Linked DNA regions of Mus musculus: regions 1, 2, 3 and 5 are each linked to region 4. Evidence: chromatin contacts called from public HiChIP or PLAC-seq and promoter capture Hi-C data. All regions are on one chromosome and are shown on one strand. The core of a region is the stretch at or near the end of the contact, and the rest is flanking DNA. Distances in the headings are between cores, read along the strand shown. Region 1 holds the start of 1700109G15Rik (RIKEN cDNA 1700109G15 gene). Region 2 has its middle 25 kb from the start of Mrm1. Region 3 holds the start of Taf15 (TATA-box binding protein associated factor 15). Region 4 holds the start of Tada2a (transcriptional adaptor 2A). Region 5 holds the start of Znhit3 (zinc finger, HIT type 3).

The links. Promoter capture Hi-C pulls out the DNA fragments that hold promoters and counts their contacts. HiChIP or PLAC-seq counts read pairs in DNA pulled down with a chosen protein or histone mark.
Region 1: a contact with region 4 is called in an H3K4me3 HiChIP or PLAC-seq map of bone marrow-derived macrophages, with 5 times the contacts expected there. The contact joins the promoter of 1700109G15Rik here to the promoter of Tada2a in region 4. A contact is called at or near these places in 6 of 39 promoter capture datasets (embryonic stem cells, frontonasal cranial neural crest, hippocampal neurons and 3 more) and 1 of 115 datasets of contacts at active chromatin or transcription factors (bone marrow-derived macrophages).
Region 2: a promoter capture Hi-C map of embryonic stem cells shows a contact between it and region 4, with 4 times the contacts expected there. The contact joins the enhancer-like site here to the promoter of Tada2a in region 4. A contact is called at or near these places in 8 of 39 promoter capture datasets (the 3T3-L1 cell line, the C10 cell line, cranial neural crest and 3 more), 1 of 15 datasets of contacts at CTCF or cohesin (large pre-B cells), 3 of 484 Hi-C or Micro-C datasets (the G1E-ER4 cell line, bone marrow-derived macrophages and embryonic stem cells) and 9 of 115 datasets of contacts at active chromatin or transcription factors (embryonic basal ganglia, embryonic forebrain, embryonic hindbrain and 6 more).
Region 3: a promoter capture Hi-C map of liver shows a contact between it and region 4, with 2.9 times the contacts expected there. The contact joins the promoter of Taf15 here to the promoter of Tada2a in region 4. A contact is called at or near these places in 5 of 39 promoter capture datasets (the 3T3-L1 cell line, hippocampal neurons, liver and 1 more), 1 of 484 Hi-C or Micro-C datasets (embryonic stem cells) and 1 of 115 datasets of contacts at active chromatin or transcription factors (embryonic stem cells).
Region 5: a promoter capture Hi-C map of embryonic stem cells shows a contact between it and region 4, with 2.3 times the contacts expected there. The contact joins the promoter of Znhit3 here to the promoter of Tada2a in region 4. A contact is called at or near these places in 3 of 39 promoter capture datasets (embryonic stem cells, hippocampal neurons and pre-B cells) and 2 of 115 datasets of contacts at active chromatin or transcription factors (astrocytes and stem cell-derived neural progenitor cells).

Annotation. Positions count from the first base shown.
Region 1 is chr11:84,719,180-84,721,879 of GRCm38.p6, forward strand. It overlaps 1700109G15Rik (RIKEN cDNA 1700109G15 gene), which reads right to left and starts at 1,253. Exons shown (of 3, transcript NR_046197.1): 1 at 1,207-1,253; 2 at 732-884.
Region 2 is chr11:84,793,240-84,795,939 of GRCm38.p6, forward strand. No RefSeq gene overlaps it. Among named protein-coding and RNA genes, the nearest start is that of Mrm1, 25 kb to the right of the region's middle. Within about 2 kb of position 1,447, at least 21 of the 459 cell types and tissues checked have an H3K27ac peak or open chromatin away from gene starts, as enhancers often do.
Region 3 is chr11:83,471,786-83,474,494 of GRCm38.p6, forward strand. It overlaps Taf15 (TATA-box binding protein associated factor 15), which reads left to right and starts at 1,323. Exons shown (of 16, transcript NM_027427.3): 1 at 1,323-1,421. The coding sequence starts at 1,415.
Region 4 is chr11:84,128,207-84,130,906 of GRCm38.p6, forward strand. Tada2a (transcriptional adaptor 2A) reads right to left here and starts at 1,362. Exons shown (of 16, transcript NM_172562.3): 1 at 1,331-1,362. It also overlaps a transcript of Acaca not described here.
Region 5 is chr11:84,915,009-84,917,780 of GRCm38.p6, forward strand. Znhit3 (zinc finger, HIT type 3) reads right to left here and starts at 1,358. Exons shown (of 5, transcript NM_001005223.3): 1 at 1,248-1,358; 2 at 1,091-1,122. The coding sequence starts at 1,333.

The DNA of each region.
Region 1 (2,700 bases), core at 3-2,502, 590 kb after region 4:
TCATAGATCTCTGACTGGCGAAGAGAGTGACGGGAGTGGAGGGAGGTGGCAGGGGATTTGTCCTGTGATCCTTCACTATTAAGAGTTTAACTCAGGGCTCAGCGGGTAATGGCACTTGCCACCAAGCCTGATGACCTGATGACCCAGAGCCCACATGGTGGAAGGAAAGAACAGACTCCTACAAGTCGCCCTTTGACCTCCACATGTGAACTGTGTGTGTGTGCGCACACACACACACACACAGGTTAATAAAAAAGAAAGAAAAAAAAACTAAAATAAAAAAGAATTCAAACTAAGAGGAGGCTCTAGTGTTTACTGTGTGTGGTGGTTTTGGGGGGAAAACTGGCCCCCATAAGCTCATAAGAAGTGTCACTATTAGGAGGTGTCTTCTTGTTGGAGTGGGTGTGGCTTTGTTGGAGGAAGTATGTCTCAGTCTCTTCCGGCTACCTTCTGATCCAGATGTAGAACTCTCAGCTCCTTCTCCAGCACCATGTCTGCCAGGGTGCCTCCATGCTCCCACCAGGATGATAATGAACTGAACCTCTGAATCTGTAAGCCAGCCCCAATTAAATGTTTTTTTTTTTCCTTTATAAGAGTTGCCTTGGTCATGGTGCCTCTTCACAGCAATGAAACCCTAACTAAGACACTGTGTAACTTGGAGCAAATTACTTAACTGTTCCAAACTTCAGTTCCCCCATCTATAATACAGAGCTAACAACAACTTTACATACCTCATCAGGTTGCTGAGAAGATGTGCTGAAGTTATATAGTTACTCAGAACTCCCTTTGTTCCGAGTTCAGTACACAGTAGGCCTTCAAATGTCACTTCTCCTTTTACTGTGATTACAATCAGCAACTCCACACATAAATACTCTTGTTAACAGCTGTGCAAAATAATAAATAATGCATGTAAAAGAGTGGACACATAGCCAGTTGGTGGTGCTGCACACCTTTAATCTCAGCACTTAGGAGGCAGAGGCAGGCAGATCTCAGAGTTTGAGACCAGCCTGTTCTTCAGAACTAGTTCTGGGACAGCAAAGGCTACGCAGAGAAACTCAGTCTAGAAAAACAAAGCAAAACAAAACAAAACAGAACAGAACAAGAGCTGATGTGTAAATAGCAAGAGCATCCAACGGGAAGGAAGAGAGGGAGGAAGAGAGGGAGGAAGGAAGTAGGGGCTAATGTTGCTCAAGTTGGTACTGGTACCTTCTCCTATAACCACTCTGAACCCTCTGAAGTATCTGGTCTCCCCTAAGTGGGCTCCACCTTTCTCAAAGGCGATGACAATACCCTCTGTGACCAATGAGAGTCCCTCCCCAGGGCCCAGAACAGAGTAATTGCTCAGAGTTCTGCCATATTGCATCACAGTTTGTAGAATGCTTGCTTACCATACACAAAGCCCTGAGTTTGATCCCCAGAATGCACCATATAAACCAGATGTGGTAGTGCACATTTATAATCTCAGCACTCAGAAGGTGGAGGCAGAAGAACCAGAAGATCATGAGTGTCCTCAGAAACATATGAAGTTTGAGGCTAACCTGGAATACATGAGACTCTGTCCAAAAAAGAAAAAGAAAGAGAGAGGAAGAAGAAGAGGAAGGAGGAGGAGGAAGAAGAGGAGGAGGAGAAGAAAGGAGGAGGAGGAGGAGGAGGAGGTGGAGGAGGAGGAGGAGGAGGAGGAGGAGGAGGAGGAGAAGGAGGAGAGGGCTAGAGAGATGGCTTAGCAGTTAAGAGCACTGACTGTTCTTCCAAAGGTCCTGAGTTCAAATCCCAGCAACCACATGGTGGCTCACAACCATCTGTAATGGGATCCGATGCCCTTTTCTGGGGTGTCTGAAGACAGCTACAGTGTACTAACATATAATAAATCAATAAAAAAAATTTTTTGAAAAGAAAAAAAAAAGAAGTAGAAGTAGAAGAGGAGGAGAAGAGCTCTTGAGTGTCATGAATCCCAATATCCAAACCTTGGCTCTTTCTTCCCAGCTGATCTCAGGCTGGGACATCATCCACTGAAACCTCTGAGCCTTAGCTTCCTTACTAGTCTGATAGTCTGATAGTACTTATGAACCTCATAAGGACATTGACAAGATCAAACAAGGCAGCATGTGGGAACACCAGACTCCAGTAGAGTTGTTCAATAGAGTTGACTCCTGGATGGGCCTCCCCCTGCTGGCGTAACAGAGATGGCAATGGAAAATGCCCACTGAGTCTTGCTGTCTAACCTACCCATGCTTGTCAGATACTGCCCTAAGAATCTTACATGTACCACATTTTTATCCTTTATAATCTTATTTGTTTCTTTCCCCCATGTAATTAGCCTTAATTCACAGATGGGGAAACTGAGTCTGAAAGCAGGGAAGAAACGCTCCTAAGGTCACAGAGCAGGAAATAGCAAACCAAGGACATGAGGCCAGACCTGTCTTATTCTTGAACACAAGCTGGTCATTGTTCTCCTTGGAGCAGCATGAAAGTGTGTGTGTGCGTGCGCGTGCGCATGTGTGTGTGTGTGTGTGTGTGTGTGCGCACTCCGTATCATCTATGAACAAAGTGCACGGGTGTGCAAGGCCTCAGATTTCCCCCTTCCCAAACACACACACTTAACTTTGTCAAATAAAAGAAAAGGGGGGACATTACACGGTAGTCCTGGGCAGAACTGAGGCCCTGAACTTGTGCTGGGCTCCTGGTTCAGCCGGGATAACC
Region 2 (2,700 bases), core at 197-2,696, 670 kb after region 4:
TACCAGACATGGTCTTCTGGAAAGAGGGCCTTGGCAGGGCTGCCTTCTGCTTCCTTCCCAAGTTGTTGCTGGGGTTCAGGTTTTCTCTCTGGGTCCACTGAGCCCTGACAGTTACAGAGAGACCTACAAGGGTGAAGGGCAGACACTGTGTGGCCAGACATGGCTGCAAACCCTTCATTTCTGTCCTCCCTTGCTGCTCAGATGAAACATTCTGACCAAAAGCCACTTGGGGAGGGAGGGGTTTGTTTGGTTTACACACCAGGTCAGGAACGCAGGGCAGGAACCTGAAGGCAGGAACTGAAGCAGAGGCCATGGAGGAACACTGCTTACTGGCTTGCTCATCTTGCTTTCTTCTACAACCCAGGACTATCTGCCAGGGTTGACACCACACATGGGCTGGGACCTCCCCCATCAATCATTAACCCTCCAAGAAAATGTCCCCAAAGACTTGCCTGTGGGCAATTCTTTATGTGAATTATAGTCACTTTTCAGGTGACTATAGTTTGTGCTGAGTTGACAAAAAAAAAAAAAGCCAGCACAATTTCCAAGGAGGGAAATGCTAAATTCTAATGCAAGATACTCAGGAGGTTGGACCCCACAGTGTGAGCAGGCTTTGGAGATTGCTGAGAGCCATGGAAGCTTCCACACCCTCCATCCCCAACCCCCCACTCCATCAGTTACACAGTTACATCAGTTACAACAGTGTTTTGGGGGACCTGCAGGCAGGAAGGGATGCAAAATAGAGAACAGGGTCACAGGCTCCTGAGGGTGGCTTTGTGTGAATAATCCTATTTAAGTCTCCTCCAAACTCTGAAGCCGACTGTTAAGATCCCCAAACACCAAAGACAAAAAAAAAAAAAAACACATGTCTCAGTGGATCACCCAAGGACACATGGCTAAGACAGCTAAATAGGACAAAACCTCCCAGACCTCTGAGGCCCATGTCTGTGTCTTGCCCCTGGAGCAAGGTTGGACCTTCCCCTCATTCCCTCAGACTTCCTCAGGCACACACAGCCCAAGTCTCTCAGGACAAGACCAACAAGACACCCTGGGTTCACAGCAATCAGGAAGAGGATAGCGTCTCCACACCAGATAAGCTGCTTAGCCTAGCTCCACAAATGTAGACCCTCTTCGTTCCCCCCACCCACCCTCTTCTCGCTCCTTCCCTTTCTCCTCCATCCTTTTCCCTCTCCCCTCCTCTCCCGCTGATTTCTGTGTCCTTCCCACTGCTGCTGTTTAAGACCTAAAAACACTGGGCTTCACAAGTCGTGGATCAGTGATGCCCAGCCCCCGGTCCCGAGCTTGGCATCTATGTCCAGGTACCCTTGGCGTAGTTCTAGCCCTGGGTTTCAGGCCCAGTGAGACCGCCTTCCTCCTAAGCTGTGCCCACCCTGCCCACTGACCGCGGCGCATCTGAGCATTGACCAGTATCAGAGCGCCACCTAGTGCACCTGGCAGGCAGCTCCAGCTCAGAACCCAGCCTGCACATTGTCTCCGTGAGTGGGATGCTACTCAGGGCGGAAGGGCGGAAGAGGAAGGACTACTAGCCTGGGACACATCTTTACAAAGGACCCTAATGTAGACCTCTCGCATGACATTAAGATGATAGTGCTCCTTCAGTCACGGAGCCCCCAAGATGCAGTGAGCAACCCTTTCCATTGAAAAGCTTTGTTCTGGAGTGGGTGAAACGACTCAGTGTGGAAAGGCACTTGTCACCAAGCCTGGTGACCTGAGTCTCGTTCCTGGAACTGAGATGGTGAAAGAAGAGAACCGACTTGCAGGAGTTGACCTCTGACCTCCACACATAAATAAATAAATAAATAAATAAATAAATAAATAAATAAAGGCAATTAGTGTGTTGTGTATGTGTCCCACCCTCCCATACACACAAATAAATAAATGTACTTTTTTTTAAAAAAATAAATCAATTTCTTTTCCCCATTTTCTCAGTCACAATGTATCCCTAACAAAAGCCCCAACTTTACCACTGACTAAGGCTTAAGATGAATTTTCTGATCTCTGACCAACAGTGTGTTGTTTTGTTTATTGGTAGAAAAATAAATTTCCAAGTGGCCCAAATTTTGACAACCCCCTTTGGCAAGCCTTTATCTTAACAAGAGACTCAAATAACGAACATGGGTGTTGTTTCTCAGTCATTCTGACAATGTCTACTGAGCGATGAGACCAGACAGTAAGGCCAAGCAGATCTGAGTTTGAAGCCTGACTCCATGTCCAGGGTGTGACTTTGACAAACTCACTCAGTGCTTGTGAGCCTCATGGTTCTCATCTGTAAAATGGGGCTGTAATGAGAGTCTTGGAAGATAAGGGATGTGATGTTGTGTACTCCACCACTGAGCTGGGGAACATGTCAGCCACTGGTCAGAACACCAGTAATTGCCATTCTGATCCTTCTTTGTCCCTACGGGCCTCCTTGCCCAGTCACCGCACCCTCCCCCTTACATGGGTGGCCACCACTGTCTAGCTGTCAGAGTTCCTGTTGCAGTAGGTTCTCCATCTCTATCTTCTGCAGGTATTTAATTCCCTCACCCCACCCCTGACCTCTGTAGCTCCACTTTTCCTCTCTGGAAACCCTGACCAGCACTGAGCCCACAGCAGGATTTGTTTTTCTTAGGACAGCCGATACAGAGGACCCAGGTTTCAAGTTCCATCAAGGTACCTTTTCACTTGGCTTGGAGTGCT
Region 3 (2,709 bases), core at 73-2,572, 660 kb before region 4:
TTCAGAGGTCCTCCTGATTCCACTTTCTAGTACTGGGCCATGCTACCTCAATTGGTTTTAAAAATTATCAGTGCTGGGAATTGAGCCCAGGGACTCAAGCATGTTAGGCCAGGCTTGGATCACTGAGCAAAATTCTTAGTCTCGCTTCTCTCTCCCACTTTTAGGCACCTCGCAACTCCAACCTATTCTTCATTCTACAGCTGGAAAATACATATCTAATCTCCACCTTTTGAAGTTCTCTAGTGGGTGGATCCACCACCTTCAGGACAAAGTTCAAACTAAGAGGCCTCAGCTATATACCCTCCTACTTTTCTGGCAAGTTCAACTTTTCTCCCCTGGAGGCTACACTTCAAACATATCAAATTACTTGTTCTACACCAAGTCTGGACAGATCTTTTGCCCAATTCAACTTGAATAACTCATCACCCAGGTCTTCGTTCAGGTGTCACTCACTCGGGGAAATGTCCTTGCAGATTCTCGAGTTTTCCAAGCCCTTTTCCCAACTGAGCTTACTCTACGGCTTTCCGGTAAAACCCCTTAGCAACAGGGTCTGGTTACCAGGCTTCAAAATTCCACCTTTGCCCTTGGTTAGCCTCAGGCTATCCGGCTGTATCCGCAACTGGGGGAAACTATTTCATCAGTCTGTTGTGCGAATTAAATGAGATGATGTAAGGCGCTGACAATTTAAGAGTTAGCTGTTACAGAGGACTAAGAAAGATCCATTCCCGTGTCTCCTTATTCCCGGAGCCAGTTATGCGCGTGACTTAGACTGAAGTCACATTTTTGTTCTGGTCTCACTTCGATTTTTTTATTGGACAAGGTGGTTATAACAGCCCCGGAGGCGATCAGGTATGGAGCTTGTCACGACTTTCGTTCCGCTCGCTGCCCAGACTCGGGACGCCCCCAAGTGGTTCAAGTTCTGCAGCAAGAGCCCGAGCGAGGCCGACCACACCATTCCCGATTTTAAAGGAAGAATCGACTTTCCCAGGCATTAAGTTCTTATTTATAAAAGGGGAGCCTCGTCTTTCGCTTCATAGCTTCAAAGTCTACCAGACCCGGTAAAACTAGAACTGGGGTTGTGAATGGGGCGGAGCGAGCTGGCTCGCTTTCCTCCCCTAGCCCCAGGAGGGCATTGGTACTTTCCTCTCTCAATTCCCTCTCAATAATGGTACGGTCGCGGAGGGGAGATCCGGGAGGACTCTAAGGCTCGGCGGAACGGAGTGGCGTGGAATCACCCCTCCGGCTTCGGCGCAGTGGTATCGCCTGCCGCGCGCTGATTGGCTGCCGAGGGCCCGCAGTCGGCCTCAGCCCGCCGCGCCGCCCTCAGAGCAGCTCCAGCAGCCGCGCCGCCTGGCTTTTCGTTTTCCTTGTTCTCCGCGGGCCGTGGCGGGGCTCCGCGCCGCGGCTGTTAGTCATGTCGGGTAGGTGACTCCGTCAGCGAGCAGCGGCAGCGGCGAGAAGGGGTCCGGTGGGTTCTGGCCGTCTTCCCGCCCACCGGAGGGCCGCGAGGGAAAGACTCCGGCCTGAGGGAGGCTGGGGTGGGGGGAGGGAGGGGGGCGGCCGCGTCGCCGCCATGTTGGACCGGAGGCACGCACGCTCCCAACGCTCCCTGGCTACAAATCACGGCGGGAGCGCCCCGGAGCTCTTTTGATCCTGCCCTTGGAACCTGGGGAGATGAGCAGCTCCCCGGGGAGGGTGTGTGTGAGTTGGGGGGGGGGCGGAGGCCCGTCTACGCCATCGTAAGGGCGGGGGGAGCCGAGATCTGAGCATCAGCCTGAGGACTGGGGGCTTCGGGTCCTCCGCGCCGACTCAGATCTCTCAGCGAGGCCTCCGGCCGGTCGTCTCGCCACCTCGTTCCTCTGTTTCCCCATCCGAGAAGTGGAGCTGGGCCTTCCTGACTCACCCATTCATCAGGTGGGAGTCTTACGCTCTGGGAGCCCTTTTCGAAGCACTTTGCCTTACCCGAAGTCGCGCTACGGTCATTCCCTCTGCTGTAACCATTGGGGTTGCGGGGCGGTGTTTGTTTATTGGGCTTCACCTTTGTACTCCCTCCTCCACTTGTTAATCTCCTGAACTTAGAATTAAGCCTTGCCAGTTACTGACGAGCACTTTTAGGTCTTCGTGGCATTTCCCTTAAGACTTTAGAGACCAAGGACAGCGTCTTCCTCAAATTAGTATTTATAGAGGCCACTGCTGTGTGGAAGTGAGGCTTTCCCCCCTCCGGACAGGCAGTCTGGGTCCTGTTAAACCAGAACTTAAAAGTCCTCTGAATTCTAACAGTTCCAGTTGACCACATAAGGTCCTTTCTTTGGGCTACACTTACAGGTGGCAAAGACAGACCCAGAACGAGAGTTCTTTACTTCTGAGGAAAACATTGCCTAAAGCCATATGGCTGAGATGACATAATGACTTTGGTAGTTTTTCACCTACTTATGAGAGAAAGGATCTCATGAGGTATCCTTGGCTCAACTGGAACTCGATATGGAGTCCAGGCTGGCCCCAAACTCACAGATCCACCTAACCGCTGGCACTAAAGGTGTGCACCACTATGCTTGGAAGATTTGCCCTTTTATTAATTAATTGGCAATCCTTTTCTAAAGGTTTTCCCAGTCCACCTGGAGGGATGTGTATGATCAAATCTGCAATTGGAGAAGATTCAAAAGGAGCGAGAAAGACGGGACAGAGAATGATGGTCTTCCCTCAGATTAG
Region 4 (2,700 bases), core at 112-2,611:
ACGTGGTTGCTGGGAATTGAACTCAGGACCTTCTGAAGAGCAGTCAGTGGTCTTAACCTCTGAGCCATCTCTCCAGCCCCCCCCCCTTTTGTTTTTAAAGATTTATTTATTTTATTTATATGAGTACATTGTAGCTGTCCTTAGACCCACCAGAAGGCATCAGATCCCATTACAGATGGCTGTGAGCCACCGTGTGGTTGCTGGGATTTGAACTCGGAACCTCTGGAAGCGCAGCCAGTGCTCTTAACCGCTGAGCCATCTCTCCAACCAAAATAGGTTTTTCACGTTGACATTTTTAGCTTGGGGACTGACATACAAAGTATATGCAATGCTTAGATAAGAAGGCTGAGGGTCAAACTTTAGGCTATTTTGGGTAGGGGTGAGTTTTTACTCTATTTCCAAGAAAAATGATCTTTGAAGAACGTTGTGGCTCAGTAGTTCAGTTGTAGGGTGTTTTAGCAAGGATGCTTTATATTCACACTCCAGCATCCATTGAGCAAACAAACCCAGTACTCCAGAGGTACAGACAGTACGATCAGTTCATGGAAACTCTTGGCTACATTAAGTTCAAGGTTAGCCCAAGATACATGAGGCTGACTAAAAAAAAAAATTAATTAAAAAAAAAATTAACAAAGGCATATGTCAGGTACTAAATGTAATCTTAGTACGGGGACTATATCTTGGAATCCTAACAATCTCCTGACATAGGCTGTTTTCCCCAAGAAAATGAAGCGCTAAAGATTGGGGTATTTGCACAATGTTTTTACAGCCTGGTGAACAGCAGGGCTCTATCAAGACCTTTACAGTGGCAAAGATTCTACAGTACGTTCTGACAAACACTTCACATTGCAAAGCACAATGCTGCAGAAAGCAAAATCCTCCTTCCTCTCCTTCCTTAGAAGACCACGCAGTGACACTAACATCCTTGAGAGATGGGCTACATTTAAATTAATTACAAGAGGGATCAGGGAAGGCATGGAGGGGCAGGATCCCATGAGCACAGGGGAGCCGCGGGCTTGGCAGTTGTGCAGTTAACATCCTTAGAGCTGCACGGTCTTGGGCAGGTCACTGTAGCCGGGCCTCGACCGCAAAACAGTGCTAAACACTGGGGCGCGGAGACCCACGTGGGGGTTCGGCGGGTCAGGTGGGCCGGGGCCGTGCTCCACCGCCCAGCCGGGAATACGGAGCTGCGGCACCGCCAGCCGCCGGGGGGAGGGGCTCGGGACTCGCCCGGCCGCGCCAACCTCCCCCGCCGCGTGGCCCCGCCGCGCCAGCCGGCACCTCGTGACCCCGCGTGCCCTCGCTCCCGCCGCTCGGCCCCGCGCCTCACCTCGCCACGTCCCGCACCTCGGCGCCGAAGAGCCCGCCGCTGCGCGCGCTGTGCAGACTCTGCGTGCGCGCCGCGGCCTGCGTGCGCGGCCTCGACTCACGTGCGCGGTCCCGTGCCGCGAGCACGCCGAGGCGGTCCCGCCTCCTCCAGTCTGGCAGCGGGCGGGTCCCGGTGGCGCCGCCCCGGGATGGGGAGCGTGGTACCTGGCTGCTAGTCGGTGGGCTCTGAAGTCTGACCTGCTGTCACTTTCTCCGTCGCCACAAGCGGCCCGGTGGCATGTGCTAAGGCGGCTTCCGCTGTTTCAGTCTAGATTTTTTTCTTAACAGTCCCATTCCAATTCTTTTGCAAGCAAAGAAACTGAGGCTGCCCAGGCTCTGGACTGGAGGATGACGAGCCCCGGGCGCATCATGCCACTCATGGATTACCCGGACTGAATGACTTGAGGGGTGAAGAGGGTCCTTTTTATTCTGATGCTTCTGGGACGTCGAAATTGCCTTCTCTGGAAAGACCCATCCCCTGCCTGGGCTTCAGAGGCCCACATGGAAACGCAGTGATGATGTGGTGGTCCACTCTGATGTCACTCTTGAGGGCTAGGTATGTCCCAACATCTCTTATTACTAATAGTATAGATTCTTATAAGAGCTTCCATTTGTGGAGTCCTTCAATACTGCATGCCAGGCATTGTACAAAGCGGGTTACACATAAGGGTTCGTCTAAAACAACTTTCTGAGGGAGGCACTGTTACTGTCCTCATGGTCCAGCATTGAAATATATAACTTAGGATCACAGTGCTACCAAGTGTTGGGGAAGAGCTCTATTCCAACCCATGGCTTGATCTTAACTATTATGCTGTATATCTATTTAAAAATCTGTTTCATAGATTTGCCCAATTTCTGTTGGAATTCATTTATACGATATCTGCCCGTGTGGCATCTTGATTTGTTTTTTGGTACACAGGTAATATAAGTCTATTGTTAAAATAAAAATAAAATCTGCAGCTGGGTGCAATTAGTGGCTCACATCTGTGATCTCAACACTTGGAGAGTGCAGGACAATTGCTTTGAGATTGAGATCAATCTGGGCTACAGAGTAAGAGATCTGTCTCAAAAAAAAAAAGAGTAGTAAAGAAAAAACATTAAAAATTCACATGTGAAAGTCATCCCCACCACGTTAAATAAACAGTTGATGCTATAGAGTACTTCACATTTACTGACTCTCCAAATCCATTCATTTCACAAAAGCACAACGAACAGCCACTTCCCTGGGTGCTGAGAATTTGGTAGTGAGCGAAGTATATGCTCTTGCACATAAGGTTTGTGTATTTTATATATAAGCAATAAAATATAAGTATGTTGCATATTAATATATAA
Region 5 (2,772 bases), core at 108-2,607, 790 kb after region 4:
CTCAATAGGTCAGGAACTTATTTTAACCAGTTCTGGTGGCTCCTATAATCCTAGCATTTGAGGATGACAAAGCATGATCATGATAGATAGGCCAGCCTGAACTACATAAAAAAAAAAAAAAAAGAGCCAGTCTCAGCTGGGCCGTGGTGGCTTGTGCCTTTAATCCCAGCATTAGGAAACTAAGGCATGGGGATTGTGAGTCTGGGAGGAGTATAGAATATATAGTTCAGCCAGGCGTGGTGGTGTACGCCTTTAATCCCAGCACTCGCGAGGCAGAGGCAGGCAGATCTCTGAGTTCGAGGCCAGCCTGGTCTACAAAGTGAGTTCCAGGACAGCCAGGGCTACACAGAGAAACCCTGTCTCGAAAAACAAACAAAAACAAAAACAAAACAAAAAAAGGAATATATAGTGAATCTGAGATACTCTTTCTCAGCACAAAATAAAACAGCACTTGGGAGGCAAGAGGCAGGCAGATCGCTATGAATTTGAAGCCAGCCCGGTCTACAGAGCGAGTTCGAAGGCAGCCAGAAACCCTTTATTGAAAAGCAAACAAAGAAAGAAGGAAAATGAAAGAAGAAAAAGAACCAGCCGGGCGTGGTGGCTCACGCCTTTAATCCCAGCACTCGGGAGGCAGAGGCAGGCGGATTTCTGAGTTCGAGGCCAGCCTGGTCTACAGAGTGAGTCCCAGGACAGCCAGAGCTACATAGAGAAACCCTGCCTCGGAAAAAAAAAAAAAGAGGAGGAGGAGGAGAACCTGTCTCAAAATACCACACACAGAAAAAGAAAATTTCTCCTATTGTAAATAATAAACAACCATATTTTAAAGACAACCATTGCTGGCTAATTGACCTCAGCCAAGGCAGTTTCTGCGATAGTGAGGGGCTACACTAGAATGTCAAGATGAATAAATAGCTAAGACTTTTCCCAAGAAAGCAGCTGACTTGCTTTGGATTATTTGAGACAGGGTCTCAGTCTGTAGTCAGGCTGGCTTTGAACTGGCGGGAATCCTCCCGCTTCGGGTTCCTGGGGGCATGGGGCCTGTACGGTACAAAGAAGGAGCAAGGGCTGCGACGGTGTCCCGGGGTCTTACCTTTGTGCTTCTGAAAACAGGGGACCGAACAGCTGTAATGAGACAGACAGGCTCAGGTCAGCACGATCAGCACGAGCGGCCGCAGCACGTACCCCTTGCCCGCAGCCGCCGCCCGCAGCCCGGCCTCCCTCCGAACCCACTACCCGCTCTGGCTCACTAGGGCACGCGGCAAGTCGGGCAACGGTATTTCGGCTTCTCCAAACAGACCACACAGACCGCAGTCCTACAATTCAGCGACGCCATGACTTCCCAGAAGACACCCGCGCTCACTCTTTTACCTAAACAAGGGCCAATCACAGCGCTCCGCACTCATTGGCAGTCAGAAGCAATGGATTGATCCTGTTCTCTATTCTAGGCCTCACCTGTAGAGTGTCGATACAGTAGATGTGCATTTAGAGCTGCTGCGTCAAGGATTTTTTTCCTCTGATTAGATCAGGCCACGGAACTCAGGATTTTTCTGCCTCTGCATCCCTGACACTGACATCACAAGTGTGCACCACCATGCCTAATCAAAGACATTAAAAAAAAAAAAAAACTGTATACGTGTGCGCCTGTGCCGGGGTAAATGATGTCCCTGCCCCAAGAGAGACCAGAAAAAGATATCAGATCCAATGGAGCTAGAGATAGGCGGGTTTGAACTTCCTACTGTGAATGTTAAGACTCAAACTCTGTAACAGCATCTAGCGGTCCTTACTGCTAAGCCACTTCTCCCAGCCCAAAAGACATTTGAGGCTGAGCTGCTGACAAATGCTTGTTGAACCCCGACTGTGAGTTCTACAATGTCCAGACACTGGGGATGATTGGAAGACGGTCTCTTCCCTAGGAGCACAAGGCTTGAAGTGAAAACAGAATGGGGAAAGGACTAAGGAAGAGACTGGAATTTTAGTGTCAAGCCGTGCATTTGCACGACTCTGAAAATGAGCCTGTAGGTTTTCTTGTGCTTCATGCCACTACAAGCCATGGTGGAGTTGACTGACTGCAGAGCAGATCAGTGGCTAGGCTAAAGGAATCCAGGCTAATGAGTCAGAATAGATGGGCTATGACTAACCTTGAAGGCTACTATAGACTTTAGTTATAGACAAAATCGTGGAGTCAGTTGTGTTAAGGTCTGAGACCCTGTTGCAGGGTGTGTCACCAGGCCCTACTTGGAATCCTGTTTTCTTTAAGAAACTTGCTCCTCTCTGAAGCTCTGAATTTGGTCTAACCTAAACTCCAGCTTCCAGGACCTTAAATCATGTTCCTCTCCCAAATGCCTCCTCCTCATCTATGTGGCCCATTCAGGCTCTAGGGTCCTTTGTTGATTTGTTTGTTTGTTTTTGTTTTTGTTTTTGTTTTTAAGACAGGGTTTCTTTGTGTAACCCTGGCTGTCCTGGAACTCATGCTGTATACCAGGCTGAGCTTGAACTCACAGAGCCGGCCTGCCTCTGTTTCCACCAGCCCTGCTCTAGGGTCCCTGTTAATAAGTGTGCGCATGAGCATCTGTGCCTGCTGAGATGGAGCTGCTGCAAACTAGGCAGTGCCTGGAGCCCTGACTCCCACTCTTTGAGTGTCTTAGAGGGCTTGGTTGCTACCTGAGCCCTTTTATCAATTAAAGTGGATGTCCAGACCTAAATTCTTGAGCTATTGAAAGACAAATGGAAATCATACATATATATTTTTTAACCTGTAGCTGGCAAAAGGGT